3 separate regions of the Mus musculus genome follow, and all the other regions are linked to region 2. Evidence: chromatin contacts called from public Hi-C and HiChIP or PLAC-seq data. All regions are on one chromosome and are shown on one strand. Each heading gives the region's core, a stretch centred on a gene start, on an enhancer-like site or on the middle of the called end of the contact. The rest is flanking DNA. Distances are from core to core; before and after follow the strand shown.

What was found. Hi-C and Micro-C count contacts between places; a contact is called where the count stands out from the background. HiChIP or PLAC-seq counts read pairs in DNA pulled down with a chosen protein or histone mark.
Region 1: a contact with region 2 is called in an HNF4G HiChIP or PLAC-seq map of pancreatic cancer cells. The contact joins the enhancer-like site here to the promoter of Cant1 in region 2. A contact is called at or near these places in 5 of 115 datasets of contacts at active chromatin or transcription factors (bone marrow-derived dendritic cells, bone marrow-derived macrophages, effector CD8 T cells and 2 more).
Region 3: a contact with region 2 is called in a Hi-C map of regulatory T cells, with 3 times the contacts expected there. The contact joins the enhancer-like site here to the promoter of Cant1 in region 2. A contact is called at or near these places in 1 of 39 promoter capture datasets (pre-B cells), 1 of 484 Hi-C or Micro-C datasets (regulatory T cells), 3 of 115 datasets of contacts at active chromatin or transcription factors (extraembryonic endoderm stem cells, large pre-B cells and pancreatic cancer cells) and 1 of 9 other capture datasets (pancreatic islet).

The regions. Positions count from the first base shown.
Region 1 is chr11:118,150,797-118,154,981 of GRCm38.p6, forward strand. No RefSeq gene overlaps it. Among named protein-coding and RNA genes, the nearest start is that of Gm38514, 15 kb to the left of the region's middle. Within about 2 kb of position 2,340, at least 60 of the 459 cell types and tissues checked have an H3K27ac peak or open chromatin away from gene starts, as enhancers often do. A contact at or near this core is called in bone marrow-derived macrophages, memory CD8 T cells and pancreatic cancer cells, where this site is marked.
Region 2 is chr11:118,417,278-118,422,073 of GRCm38.p6, forward strand. Cant1 (calcium activated nucleotidase 1) reads right to left here and starts at 1,841. Exons shown (of 5, transcript NM_001025617.2): 1 at 1,653-1,841; 2 at 297-377.
Region 3 is chr11:118,101,865-118,106,032 of GRCm38.p6, forward strand. Dnah17 (dynein, axonemal, heavy chain 17) reads right to left here. Exons shown (of 81, transcript NM_001167746.1): 19 at 2,552-2,806; 20 at 1,459-1,628; 21 at 556-778. Among named protein-coding and RNA genes, the nearest start is that of Dnah17, 25 kb to the right of the region's middle. Within about 2 kb of position 2,352, at least 40 of the 459 cell types and tissues checked have an H3K27ac peak or open chromatin away from gene starts, as enhancers often do. A contact at or near this core is called in regulatory T cells, where this site is marked.

The DNA.
Region 1 (4,185 bases), core at 1,090-3,589, 270 kb before region 2:
GCACCCTAAGGTAGCATGCACACCTGCAGAAAGCCCAAGTAGGACTGCACTTCTGAGCTAAGCAGCCAATCTACCTCAGGCAATCTACCACTGGCTCTGACCAAAGACAGCTATTCATAGGCAAGTGAGAGCTGGAGCCAGCACAACCATCCCCATTTGTTTCCTTTCTGTCCCTTTCTGTCCCTTTCTGTCTCCCTACCCTGAGCAGATCGGAGTTCTTAGACCCCGTCTATAATAGATATGCAAATAAAAGCCAAATAAGACTTTCAGCTTTGCTGCCATTTTGTGGCCATTCAGCAGGATCCCCTCTACTTGCTCAAGCGAGTGATCAACAATTCATTAAGTTCTTCTCAGAGAGAGGCCACAGAAGGCAGACACAAGACTGTCTTCCAGGGCACAGTGGACTGACACGGCTACTTGACCTAGGAATAAGAGTCAATGAACCCCCATGTCTCTGATGGCGCCCAACACTGGGAGACCAGTAAAGGAGGAGATGTCAAACTTCCCAGTGTGCCACAACCTGATGCCACCAGAGCGACCACTACCACCTCCCCACTACATCCCTTTCCATAGCCCTAACAGCCAGCCTGAGGGCGTGGCTGCTTAGGAGGGGACAGACAACCACCAGAACAGCTGTGCTCCTGACCAGCCAGTGCCTAGTACTGAACAGGGGCTGATGTTTATCTGAGAGCAACAAAGTTAAATCAGTTGGTTATAAGTGGGGGAAAATGCCTGACAGACTTGTTTACAGGTGAAGTTAAATTTGGTTTTCTTGTTGCTAAGCAGGAGAGAGAGGCACTGTCAAAGGAGCTGAGGAGGTGTAAAAATAGAACTTGGCGTTTGCACACGGCTGACTGGGAAAGGTGGATTCATACACCCCCAAGTCAGAGAGATGCAGCACACATGTTAAACCTGTGCTACAGCAGAACCTTAACCAACTGCACCCCAGGGACGCCAGGGCTGCAGCTAAAGAGGCAGCAACCATGGACCACCCCTCCTGATCCCAAGGACAAGGACAACACAAGTCACATCAGAAACAAACAGAATCCAGCCATTTGAAAGATCAATGGGACTGAAGAAATGGCTCAGAAGTTAATAGCACACACCATCTCTTTCAGAGGACCCACGTTTGGTTTCTAGAACTCCAGTTAGGCAACTCATAACTGCCTGTAACTACAGTTCTGGGAAATCTGGTGCCCTCTACTGACCTCTGTGGGCACTGCACTCACGTGGTGTACATTCTCTCTCTCTCTCTCTCTCTCTCTCTCTCTCTCTCTCTCTCTCTCTCTCACACACACACACACACACACACACACACACACACACACACACACACTTAAAAATAAATAACACTTAAAAGAAAATACAAGATTAGCAAGCTGGGCATAGTGGTATGTGTCTGTAAACCCAGGACTCAGGTGCTAGAAGCAGGTTGGATCTTGACTTTTAGGCCAGCCTGGGGTAAGACCTGGTCTCAAAAAAAGACAAGAAAACAAACAAAAATCAACAAAACAAACAACTGGCTAAAAATATTAGTCAAGATAAAAATTTAAAAATACTAATTAGGATCAAGAATATAAATTTGTGCAGGTCGGTGGTGGCGCACGCCTTTAATCCTAGCACTTGGGAGGCAGAGGCAGGCGGATTTCTGAGTTCGAGGCCAGCCTGGTCTACAAAGTGAGTTCTAGGATGGCCAGGGCTACACAGAGAAACCCTGTCTCAAAAAAACAAAAAACAAAAACAAAAAAAACAAAAACAAAAAAACAACAACAGCAACCCCCCCAAAACAAACAAACAAACAAACAAACAAACAAACAAACAAAAAACAACAAAAACCGACCAAACAAACAAGAATATAAACTTGATTATAACTATGCAGAATATATAGTATAGATCTGCATAGACTTTTCTCAGAAATAACTGCTTATTCTATAGGATCTCCAAATGGGATTTCCCACCCATGTGCTCATCCAGAGATGCAGAACTCCATCTCCTCTTGGCCCTCACATCTATTACAAGCTCTTCCTGGATTCTTGTCCACCCTGACATTGAGCACTGTCAGACCACAGGACACAGATAACCATGGGGACACAGGCAAAGACAATGAGCCTCAGGAAGGCAGGGAATGGGAAGCAACCAGCCATCCTAGGAGAAATGAGACATCACAAAGGGTACCCCTTTGTGTTTAACTGTGTTTAACTTAGTTTAACTGTGTCCCTGCCTCTCCACACGCACAGACTGAAGTGCTAGCAGGCGACCACATCTCCATATCTATCTATGGCTAGCATCAATACTGTGGTGGTTAAGATGAGGTCATGTTGGAGTTGGTGGGCCCAGATCCAACATGACTGGCGTCTTTACGCAAAGGGAAATGAGGTCATACACAGAACAGCACATGAATATGCAGGGCTTAGGCAACAGAAGCAACAGCCACATCAGCAGTCAGGAGCCCCAGAGGAGACACCCAGCAGAGGCCTTACTCTGACTTAGGGCCTCCAGAATTCCAGGTCACCCTACAGGTTCTGACAAACCTCCTGGGCACAAGCAATGTCCATGTCTTTAGGATAGCACACAGGATCTAAGCAGGGCACACTTGTAGGCCAAGTGGTAAATTTAGTGCATGACAAAGCCTGCGTAAGAGCAGGATGGGAAGTAAGGGCCTGGGGGCCCTGAGGAGACTCAAGACCCTAGACTCCTCACAGCTAGGGGCAGAACTCATCTGCTTCAAAACTGATGCTGTGCCCCACTGAGTTCCTTTTGGAGTTCAAGGACAGTTCAGTGGCCAATGGTCATTTCAACAGCCTGGCTGCAGAGTGCAATGAATTCTATTCATTTGTATTTTTATGCTTGGTATTTATTTATTTTTGCTTGACTACATTTTAGGATGAATTCCACACAGTACATGACATGACCAGATTTGACTCATAGACCAGTAGGAACTGGCTGGCAATACCCTTAGCTCATGCTTTGCCCCCACAAAGCTCTCAGCCATGGAAAATTAAACTGATTATGTACAGGCCCAAGGCACACATCTGAGGGTGAGATGGGCGGAGTTAGGTCAAATGTGTGTTGGACTGCAGTCTGTTGAGAACACCATGAATGGTCCTCTGCTCCAGGTCACACTGGGTCCATTTAATGCTATCTAAAGGGGAGAGACAGACAGGCACACGTAGAGCCTCAAGGACAATCACTAGAGGCTTTACCACAGCTGCTACAGACAGGTGCTGGGTGAGAGCAAGCGGGTGTTTAGGACCCCTCCATCCACCGGCATGCAGGGCAGGGAAGGGCTGTGAGGGTGAACAGGAAGCTGTCCACTTTCCTGCCACATGAAGTTCTCCTTAGCTCTTTCACACCCATGAACTTTAAAAGATGCTCTGTGTGGGGTGGTGGTGTAGGTGCCAATGCACCATGGGACTTGTGTGACAGTCAGAGGGCAGCAGCCTTCCATCTCCTTGGAGACAACATGTTTTCTTACTCGCTATGCTGTGCTTCAGGCTAGCTGGCTCACGAGCTTCCATTCTTCCTCCTTCCAGGTGGAGGTGTTCGGCCTCCACCCCTTGCAGATGTGCAATATTGTATCTGGCTTTATGTGGGGTCCAGGGAACTGAACTCAGGTCCTCATGCCTGAGATGCAAGCACTTTACCCACAGAGCCATCTCCCCAGTCCCAGCTCTGTGTACTTCAGCCAGCTTGATTCTGGAACCGTGATAAAGGACTACGCTCAATGCAAAGAAGTGCAACCAGCTGAACATACAGCAAGGTATCAATAGAAAGAAAAAGTCAGCTTTTCCCAATTTCTTGTATCTCTTTTCTCTTCTTCAAGATGCACTAGAGCGGCACTTCATACTGACCTGGGATTCTGTCTGTCTCTGTGATGTAACTGGAGTGGGAGCCCATCTGTGAAGTTTCTGTTTTTTGACCCAGCAGACCTGGCTTCCTTTCTTTGGCATCCCAGGACCTGTGGCTGCTGCCTGAGAACCCATCCAGCTGTGGTTGGTCCCCCTTCTGAGCTGTTCAGTCTTTCTTGACTTGGGTCCCGGTATCTCTCAATCTACTGTCATGACTTTCTATGCAGGCTAGGAAGAGAAACCATGGGTTTCTATGTATGTAAGAGTGTGCTTGTCTCAGCCTACCACTCAGGTTGTTATGGTCTAAGTTGGTATCTCTATAAAATTTGTTGGATCG
Region 2 (4,796 bases), core at 591-3,090:
CCTTGAGTTTCTATTTCATTGCATGTGGACTTCTCTAGGATCAGGGTTATTATTAATTTTTCCTAGACAATCTGTCTTGTGTTGATGAAAAGAAAAGCCAATATAAAGTCTTTAAAGTCAGTATACAAGGTTTTAATTCCTTCAGTGTTGGCATTTAAGACAAGCTTTCCAGAAATTCTCAACACTCACTGGCTTCTAATAGGTATTTTCATGCCTCTTGACAGAGAGGGGAAGGAGTGTGGACTGCCATCCACTGTCCTCAAAGGACAGATACTAACACGCACTGGAACACCTACCTGTATGGCCACGGCGAAGACAGCCACACTGCGAAGGATGTTCCAAGGCTCAGGTGACAGGGTCGCACGTATCTGTGGGAGCTTCATGGGCACACATGCCACAGTCAGGTGGGTGGCAACGGGACACCTGCCTCTTCCACTCTCTAGACCTCTCCTCCTGTCCCCGCTGCTCAGCAGGCAGAGGATGTCATGCATTCCTGGACACACTGGTGCATATTACGTGGTAAAGGGGACTGAGGGACAATATGGTCACAGTACATGGTCCATTCAGTTGCAAGAAGCATTTACTTTTTTATAACAGGTCAAATGGAACAAAGAAAGCAAGAAAGCACACAGAATTCTGTCTCTAGCCAAGCAAAGACGCTCTGGGCTCTATGTGACAGAGATCCCTTGTCTTATCCAGAAGGAAGTAGGCTGTGCTCACGGGTTCCAGCAAGACTGCTAGGCCGAGGTCTAGGGAGCAGCTCAAAGGAGGGCCTGTAGCCCAGTCCAGAAGGATGGTCCTCAGACAAGCCCCAGAGGGGCAGGGAGAAGGAGTTCCCAAGGCAGGGTCTGCAGTACATGCAGGACAGTCTTGGGAGCTTGTAAGATCTAGTCAGTCAGGCCCCACTGACACCGTGAGACCAGGTTCCCAGGTCTAAGCTTTGTCCAGTATATAGACCTGAGATGGAACTGGGAAATGAAGCTGGTTACTGAGGCACTCCCGAGTGACTGCAGAAAGGTGCTTGGGTTTACTGGAGGCGTATGAATGTCACAGGTGCTAGGGGCAGGAAGCTCTGTAAGGATGGACCAGGTGATGCCCGACTTCGAGGCTGGGAGAGTCTAGCCGAGATTAGGGTTGTATGTGCAGAAAGGGACTAGGGGGTGTGCAGAAGAAGCAGGGGGTGTCGGTAGTCGGGTAGTAAAAAAGGATAGTGCACTATGCTGCCTAGGGGGAAGGTCCAATCTTAGATGACAGCAAGAAGAGCCAGGACAGGAGCAAGGAAGTGGGCGGTTACAGGTGAGGATGGGGTGCGTAGGTGGGTCTGTTAGAGAGGTGATCAAGTGCCAAACTGGAGAGCCCGTGCCCAGGCCAGGCAGGGAGGGAGGGAAGGTACTGTCGCTAGGGGCATTTGAAGCATGCTAGTCAGAAGAGGAAGAAGTTTCGCACTACTTCAGCACGGCACCCTCATCAGAAAGGGGAGGTCTCCCACACAAGCCAGAGGGGGAAAGACGTCTGTCTGTCCGGCACCCGTCACAGCCTAGCTGCGGGGGGGAGTTTGAGGTGCCTGGGGCCGGGCCGGACGGATGCGGGTGGCAACAGGCCCCAGAACACAGCGAGGGAGGGCACCCGGCCGCGGGCGCACCGTCACTCACCCACTGAGGGCCTGGCTCCGGAGCCTGCGGGCTGCCGCCTACCTGCGTAGGGCCGGACAGGGCAGGCGGCCACTTCCGCCCCGCCGCGCGCTCCCGGCAGTCTCTGTTCTGCGCCTGCGCCTCACTCTGGCCGCGCGCTCCCGGCAGCCTCTGCTCTAAGTGTCTTCCTGCGCCGCACTCTCGGTTGCCTACAGCCACGTCTTCCCGGCAGCCTTTGCTCTATGTGTCTTCCTCTACTCGCCCACCCAGTCTCTGCTCTGCGCCTGCGCACTGAGCGCCGGGCTGCTGGGAATCGTAGTTTTTCGCTTGAGCTTGTAATTGAGGCGCGGAAATCCAGCAAAGGAGTTGTCTGTCGTTCCCCAGTTAAGCTTCAGGGTTCTTTGCCTGGTCCCCCCGACCTTCGTCTCAGGAAGTTTAGAAGTTAGGACTCCTCTCTGCCGCCCTAGTCCTCAGACCCTCTTCTGAGCAGTTCCAGCTGGTCATAGCCAATGCTGACCAGATTCCACAGCAGGACCAGAGGATGGTGGTGTGTTCCCGCCGCCGACTGTAGTCAATAGCCCTTACAAACGGAGGACCCCGGTTCATCTTTTCCCAGCCTGCCTTGCCCTGAGCTCTGTGCTGTGTGATACCGGCTCAGTCCTAGACAGTGGTGGCATGTAAGGACTTTAAGAGGCCCTCATCAACCATGGAGAGAGTCAGCCCTGCCTCCTGACTTCAGCCTCATCCCTGAGTCTCCCAAAAGCCTTCTGGGAAGTAACCGATGCACAGTTGGGACGAATTCAAAATATGTAACCCAACACGGTGAAAAACAACCCTTTCTTCCACCCCTTTTTGTCCTCTGGGACATACACTAACTAACGTTAGAATATATACTAAATTACATGTGAAAAATAGAAATGTGCTGGGTTCCCTCTTCTGTGCTTGGGTTGGCAGGCCATCTTTCTTGAATTCTCTGATGTTCGTGTCAGACCAAACCAAGTCCCAATCAGCCACCTTCTATTTGTTACAGCTTCTCCACTCGGAATAGCAGATTGCTCGTAGGATTTTTAAAGCACTCTAGGTATTCCTTCCAATTCCCAGCTCCTCTCCTTACACCTGCAACGGGAGGCATGGTCCCGAATACTGTGCTCATCTTTCTCAAGCCTTCCTTTGCAGACAACACATAGCTGTGCAACTCTAAATAATACATTGCTCAGTTCTGCCCAGCTTAACCTTTATGAGAGATGGCAGAGTCGGTGTTCCAGGGGCGCGCGCGCGCGCGCGCGCACACACACACACACACATACACACACACACAGAGAGAGAGAGAGAGAGAGAGAGAGAGAGAGAGAGAGAGAGAGAGAGAGAGAACACGCATCTGTGTGGGTTTATATATTCACAGGTGCACTTGCGTTCCCCTAGAGGCCAGAGGACAACCTCGGTTTCTGGATGGCCTGGAACTGGCTGAGTAGGCTAGCCTGGCTGGCCACTGAGCCCCAGTGAGTCCCAGGAAGCTCTAGTACCCCTTGCACCAGGATTGCAACACCACACCCATCATTTTCGTAACATGATTTCTGGGCAGTGGATTCACCTCTGTGCTTGCAAGTCTATCACTTTGCCAGCTGAGTTTTCTTCTCAGCCCTGTCATATCTTTTAGACGGTGTGCAATTCTTTTGTAGCTATGGTAATATCTCTTTAAGAAGAAATCCATCCCTTCCGTATTGCTATTGTGCAATACTAACCTTATCCGAATGATGTTTCCATAGGCACACAGGTCTGTTTAGGAGATGTTGGGTTGCATTGATACTTTTGTTACCAGCTTCAACACTTCTTTCTCATCATCTCGTTGCAAGCTTCAGAAGTTGAATGACACAGTCCTGCAACTACCCAGCAACTGACCTTTAGGGACCTTGAATAGAATTACTCCTGTAGAGTCAGGAGACCAATGAGGTTTTTTACCATATACAGTCTTCTACCCAAGACCATAGGGAAGCTATTTAATTCCACCCTAAAACATTCTTTTGGAATACCTAAAATCTCACATTTCAACAATACTTCAGGGAATATCCTTGTGTTATTAAAGCACAACTATAAAATGTACCTAGGATAAATTCCTAGAAGAAAACCTACTGGCCCAAAGTACGTGTTCATGCAGGAGTGAGTACATGTCCTCCAGAGCAGCAGTCTGCAGTGGCTCCATGGCTAAGAAAAGCCAGAAGATCTGCATTCTTCTTTGCATTATGGGAGACGCTGTCATAGCTGCCACAGGATCGGAAAAGTACCTGAACTTCCTCACCCTCCATGGAGTAGCCTACACTCTAGTAACAAAATGCAGGCAGCGAGAGAATAGCACATCATATTCACAAAATCTCTGTTTAAGAAATGAGAACCTTCAAAATCCAGAGAATCCCGGGAAACACGTGGCTCAAGCTGTCTTCAAACTAGCTATACATCTGAGGATGACCCCAGAACTGATACTCCAACCTTCCGAGTGTCTGGGATTACAGGTGTGCACCATCACACCTGGTCTGTGTGGTGAATGGCTGGAGGATGGCGCCCAGGGCTTTGGCATGCTCAGCACACATTCTACCAGTTGAACTCCAGCTCTAGCCTGGGAACATTATTTTAATGCTTGGATTTGATGAAGAAGGAACTGCATATATAAACATGATTGGACAAAAGGAATGTGACCTAATGGGATTAGGATGAGTGGGAGGATCTAGTGGGAGGACCTAGTGGGAGGATCTAGTGGGAGGATTTAGTGGGGGACCTAGTGGGAGGATTTAGTGGGGGACCTAGTGGGAGGACCTAATGGGAGGATCTGATGGGAGGACCCACTGGGAGGACTTAGTGGCGGGGGGGGGGTAGGGGGCTGGTGAGAGGATCTAGTGGGAGGAACTGGCAGGAATGTTTGCTTGGTGTCTCCTTGGCCCTTTGCAGCAACATTGGCCAGGTGGGGAACAAGACTCCTTCTGGCTTGAAGTTCATGTGGGATATCACCAAACAAGATGGGTCAGAAGACTTTTCAAAAATATGTAAACTTCCTCTTTTAAGAAAGACTTCTGGGGGCTGGAGAGATGGCTCAGTGGTTAAGAGCACTGACTGTTCTTCCAGAGATCCTGAGTTCAATTCCTAGCAACCACATGGTGGCTCACAACCATCTGT
Region 3 (4,168 bases), core at 1,102-3,601, 310 kb before region 2:
TCCGGGAATATGGACGCGCGTGTGCATATGAGTATGTGTGTGTGCGTGTGTGTGTGTGCATGGCTGTGTCTGTGTAGGTGACAGAGGGTAAGGGGGAAGTGAGGAGGGAGGGAGGGAGGGAAGCTGATAGGCTTGGGAAGAGATGGGAAACCGAGGAGCCAGGCACAGCTGGGGAGGGGGTGGCTCCTTGGAGGCCCTCCAGAGGGACATCCCCCACCCTGCTCAGCCATAGCCCAGTCAGTGTGACAATGGCTGTCATGTGGGCAGTGGATGGCAGGGCACAGGCAGCCTCTCTCTGCTCCCGTCTCCATCAGCGTTCACACCCATCGGGAGTGAGTGACCTCCACATTCAGGGAGATGAGAGGCCGTGGAGATGGCTTTAACCCCACAAAACTACTAGGAGGCTCTCACCAGCCTCAGCGGTGACCACTTGGGCCCTCTTCTCCGGGAAGATTCTGTCTCTGGCCTCCATACCCCTGGGGATCTGGAGTCTCGTAAGTGTCTAGCCTGCAGCGACCTGCCACAGTACTCCAGCACAGCACTGTTGGAACCCACCTGCAGCTTCAAGTAGATCTCCTCCGGCATCTCCTCCCCATAGCTCTTGAGCAGTTCGATGGTTTGCTTCAGGGGCTCAAACATGCTATCGGTGGCCACCTGCCTCTCCTTGACTTTCATCAGGTGCCCCATGACCTCTACCAGCCCGTCGTAGTCTCCCTCCTTAAGTGGCTTCTTCAGGGCTGTTCGGGTGATGTTCATGAAGCTTTCCAGATCAGCGAGGCTGCAGGACAGGGGGACTCAGGTGAGGGGCTCATCCTCCTCGGCCACCACCTCAATGTCCCCTTAGCAGGGACACTCGACTGCCATGCAAGGCACCACCTGGAGAGGGGCAGCCACTGCCCCCCCATGTGGTCCCCCTCGGCCTAGATGTCACAAAAGTATTAGCGTAGCCCAGGCTGATCCTTGAGCGCTATCTTAAAGCCACAGCTGAGAGCAGCCAGCCGCCCAGATGGGCTCAGTTAGAGAGAATGCTTATGCTGCTGTCGGTGACCTTCCTGTGCAATGACTGGGCTGTCCCAGCCTTCCTGCCAGGCTCAAGGCTTCAACACAGAGCCTGACAGGTACTTCACTCTTCTACCTGCCCTGCACTGGTCACAGCAAGGAACCACATGCACCACCTCCTGTGACAGTGGTGCTCCCCCATGTGGCATGGTGTGGTAAGGCATGCTGTTCCTCCTGTGACAGTGGTGCTCCCCCGTGTGGCATGGTGTGGTAAGGCATGCTGTTCCTCCTGGCCTCACCAGGAGCAAATAAATGTAAAGCCTATATCACAATCAGGCCACCCAACTTTCAGATCAGGCCACTGAGCCACTTACTAAGTCCGTGGTGCCTCTCCCAGGCTGTCGGGGGGGGGGGGGTCCGGGGAAGTCTCAGATTTGCAGCAGCGGGCCATGGCCTCACCTGTTGATGACGTGGTTGTTCAGGTATCGCTTGAACAGAAAACTCCAGCGCTTGATGGTGTTGAGCAAGGTCTGCTTGAAGGGGCGGCAGTCACACTGCAGCCAGCCATGGAAGACCTTGGTGTTCTCACAGCTGGACACCTCCTCATACAGCTTCTCATACGAGTCAATCTGCCCAACACAGCCGTGGATTCCATCAGCCATGGCTGTGTGTCCCCCACTAGCCATCGCCGCTTCCTGTCTGGCTGTGAAGGGCAGCCAGGTGGCCCAGGGTGCAGCTTAAGAGAGGCTGAGACCACTGCTACCTGTTTGCCCTGTCCCAACACCTCAGAGCTCCTTCTGCCCCACCTCTAGGAGGGGACAGATAGACAGAAGAGGATGGGATTGGGTGACTACAGTAAGGCTTCTGGAGCAGGAGGGGACTCCCAAAGGGCACCCCTTAACTCATGGGAGCACCTGCAGACTTTGAGCCATCCCATCTTTCTTCTCACTGGTGTGGGGGAGGAGAGGGCTTTCTCATTGTGCCCAAGACCAACCTCAGGACTGGATTGCTTCACTTTCTAGATTCCCAATTCTGACACCTGAGCTCTTGCTGACCCTGAAGGCCGATTCTTAGACTGCAGACCTCACCTGGAGCTGGCCTGAGTGTAGTGCTCCCAGCCACCTCTTATCTGGCTCTTAGGGACTCTTATTCTCAGGGATCAGTCCTCTGTCCTACTTGCCACAGGATGGGACACCAGCCAGCTCAGCATAGTGCCCTCACCTGACCTAACTGAAGTCATTCACACTACAAGCCTGGTAGATCCTGCTGAGGCCTCTTCTCTCTCCCTGGCTGCCTCTCTGGTACAGTGGTGCTCCCCCCCATGTGGCGTGGTGTAGTAAGGCATGCTATTCCTCCTGTGACAGTGGTGCTCCCCCGTGTGGCATAGTGCGGTAAGGCATGCTCTCTCTCCTGGCCTCACCAGGAGCAAATTTAAAACCTACATAGCAATCAGGCCACCCAACTTTCAAATCAGGCCTGTGGGGGGTGGGGAGGGGGTCGTCTACCCGAGGATGTGGGAGGTGACACAGGAGGACAACAGGACCATACACACCTGCTGCTGGAACTGAGCCAGGGTAGGTGGTGTCTTGGGGATGGTGTCGTCCGTCTTGGTGTCCAGCTCCTCAGGGGTGGGCGCGTGCCCGAAGATGAGGAAGTTCTTCATAAATTCTTGAAGGTCATCCACCCAAAGGTAGGAGTACCTCTCAAAGGAGTCCTGGTACTCCTCAGCCACCTTCATGGCTCCAATGACCAGGCTGGACACTTCCTCCCGCATCTCTATGAGGTCTGTGATATCCTCTAGGTCAGACTGCCGGGGTGGGAGTGGGGACAAAGATTGGGTCATTTGCCTTCATGAGAGACAGATTTTCCCCCAGACCTGGAAGAGCATCCTTCTGTGGGTGCTGCTGAGAGTCCTGAATGGAAGCAGGGGGTGTCTGTCAGTGTGCAGCGCCCCTACCCCACCCCTGAAAGAAGATTTGCTAAGGGTGGCTCTGAGCTGTCTGATCCCAGGGTGACGTGGGTGTCAGTTCATCCATTCTGTATTTGCACAGACCTTGGTTGTGTGCAATGTGCTGGTATGGACAAAGGGGACACAGAGCGAGCGACTCACATGGACTGTTGGGGGAGGGGGTATGTATGGACATTTTTAAAATAACAAACCCAGAAAACTACCCTCTAGTTAAATCTCTGCATGCATGCTATCTATGGTATGTACAAATCGATTGAATGTACACCTGGTCACTTCCGAGGCCTTTAAAATTCCTCAGTATATTCTGTTCAGATCTGCCGTTCAAACTCACTTCCAGACGCCCTCCTGCTCCTGGCTGGCAATGCCACAGGAGGCAACATTCTGTTACAGGGCATTTTTACATGTTTCCCCGTTGCTGGTGACTTATGCCTTTATTTTGATCCTGATGCCTTTCCCCCTTCATTAGCTCTCATTGTACACATTTAATCTTCTAATAAAAACGAGGGAGAGGGGAGCAGCCACGGAGTCCAGGCATTGATTTGACGGAGGTGGCTAAGGAGCACGGATTCGGATGGGTCAGTCCGTCAGGGAGAGGGTGACTTTGGCTGAGCCCTTGGCTGTCCTGTTGAGCTTGGTGGCACTCTAAGAGGGGCAGACTCCTTCATGCTAGCAAGAGTTTTTATTTTGTTTTGCTTTATTAAATTTTTGTTTTTGTTGTTAACTATTCTTTCTTTAGTTTTTTAAAGATTTATTTATTTTATGTATGTGAGCACACTGTAGCTGTACAGATGGTTCTGAGCCTTCATGTGGTGGTTGGGAATTGAATTTTTAGGACCCCCCGTTCACTCTGGTCAACCCCGCTCGCCCCAGTTGGCCCTGCTCGCTCAGCCCCTGCTTACTCTGGCCCAATAATTTAATTATTTATTATTATACATAAGTACACTGTCACTGTCTTCAGACACACCAGAAGAGGGCGTCAGATCTCATTACAGATGGTTGTGAGCCACCATGTGGTTGCTGGGATTTGAACTCAGGACCTTCAGAAGAGCAGTCAGTGCTCTTACCCGCTGAGCCATCTCACCAGCCTGCTTTATTACATTTTTTAAAAATTATTTTTCATTTATGTGTGGGTTTGGGTGTGGTGTGTCTCTCTGTCCCACCACAGAACCCAAACCCACACTACAGGAAGGCTCCTGGCAA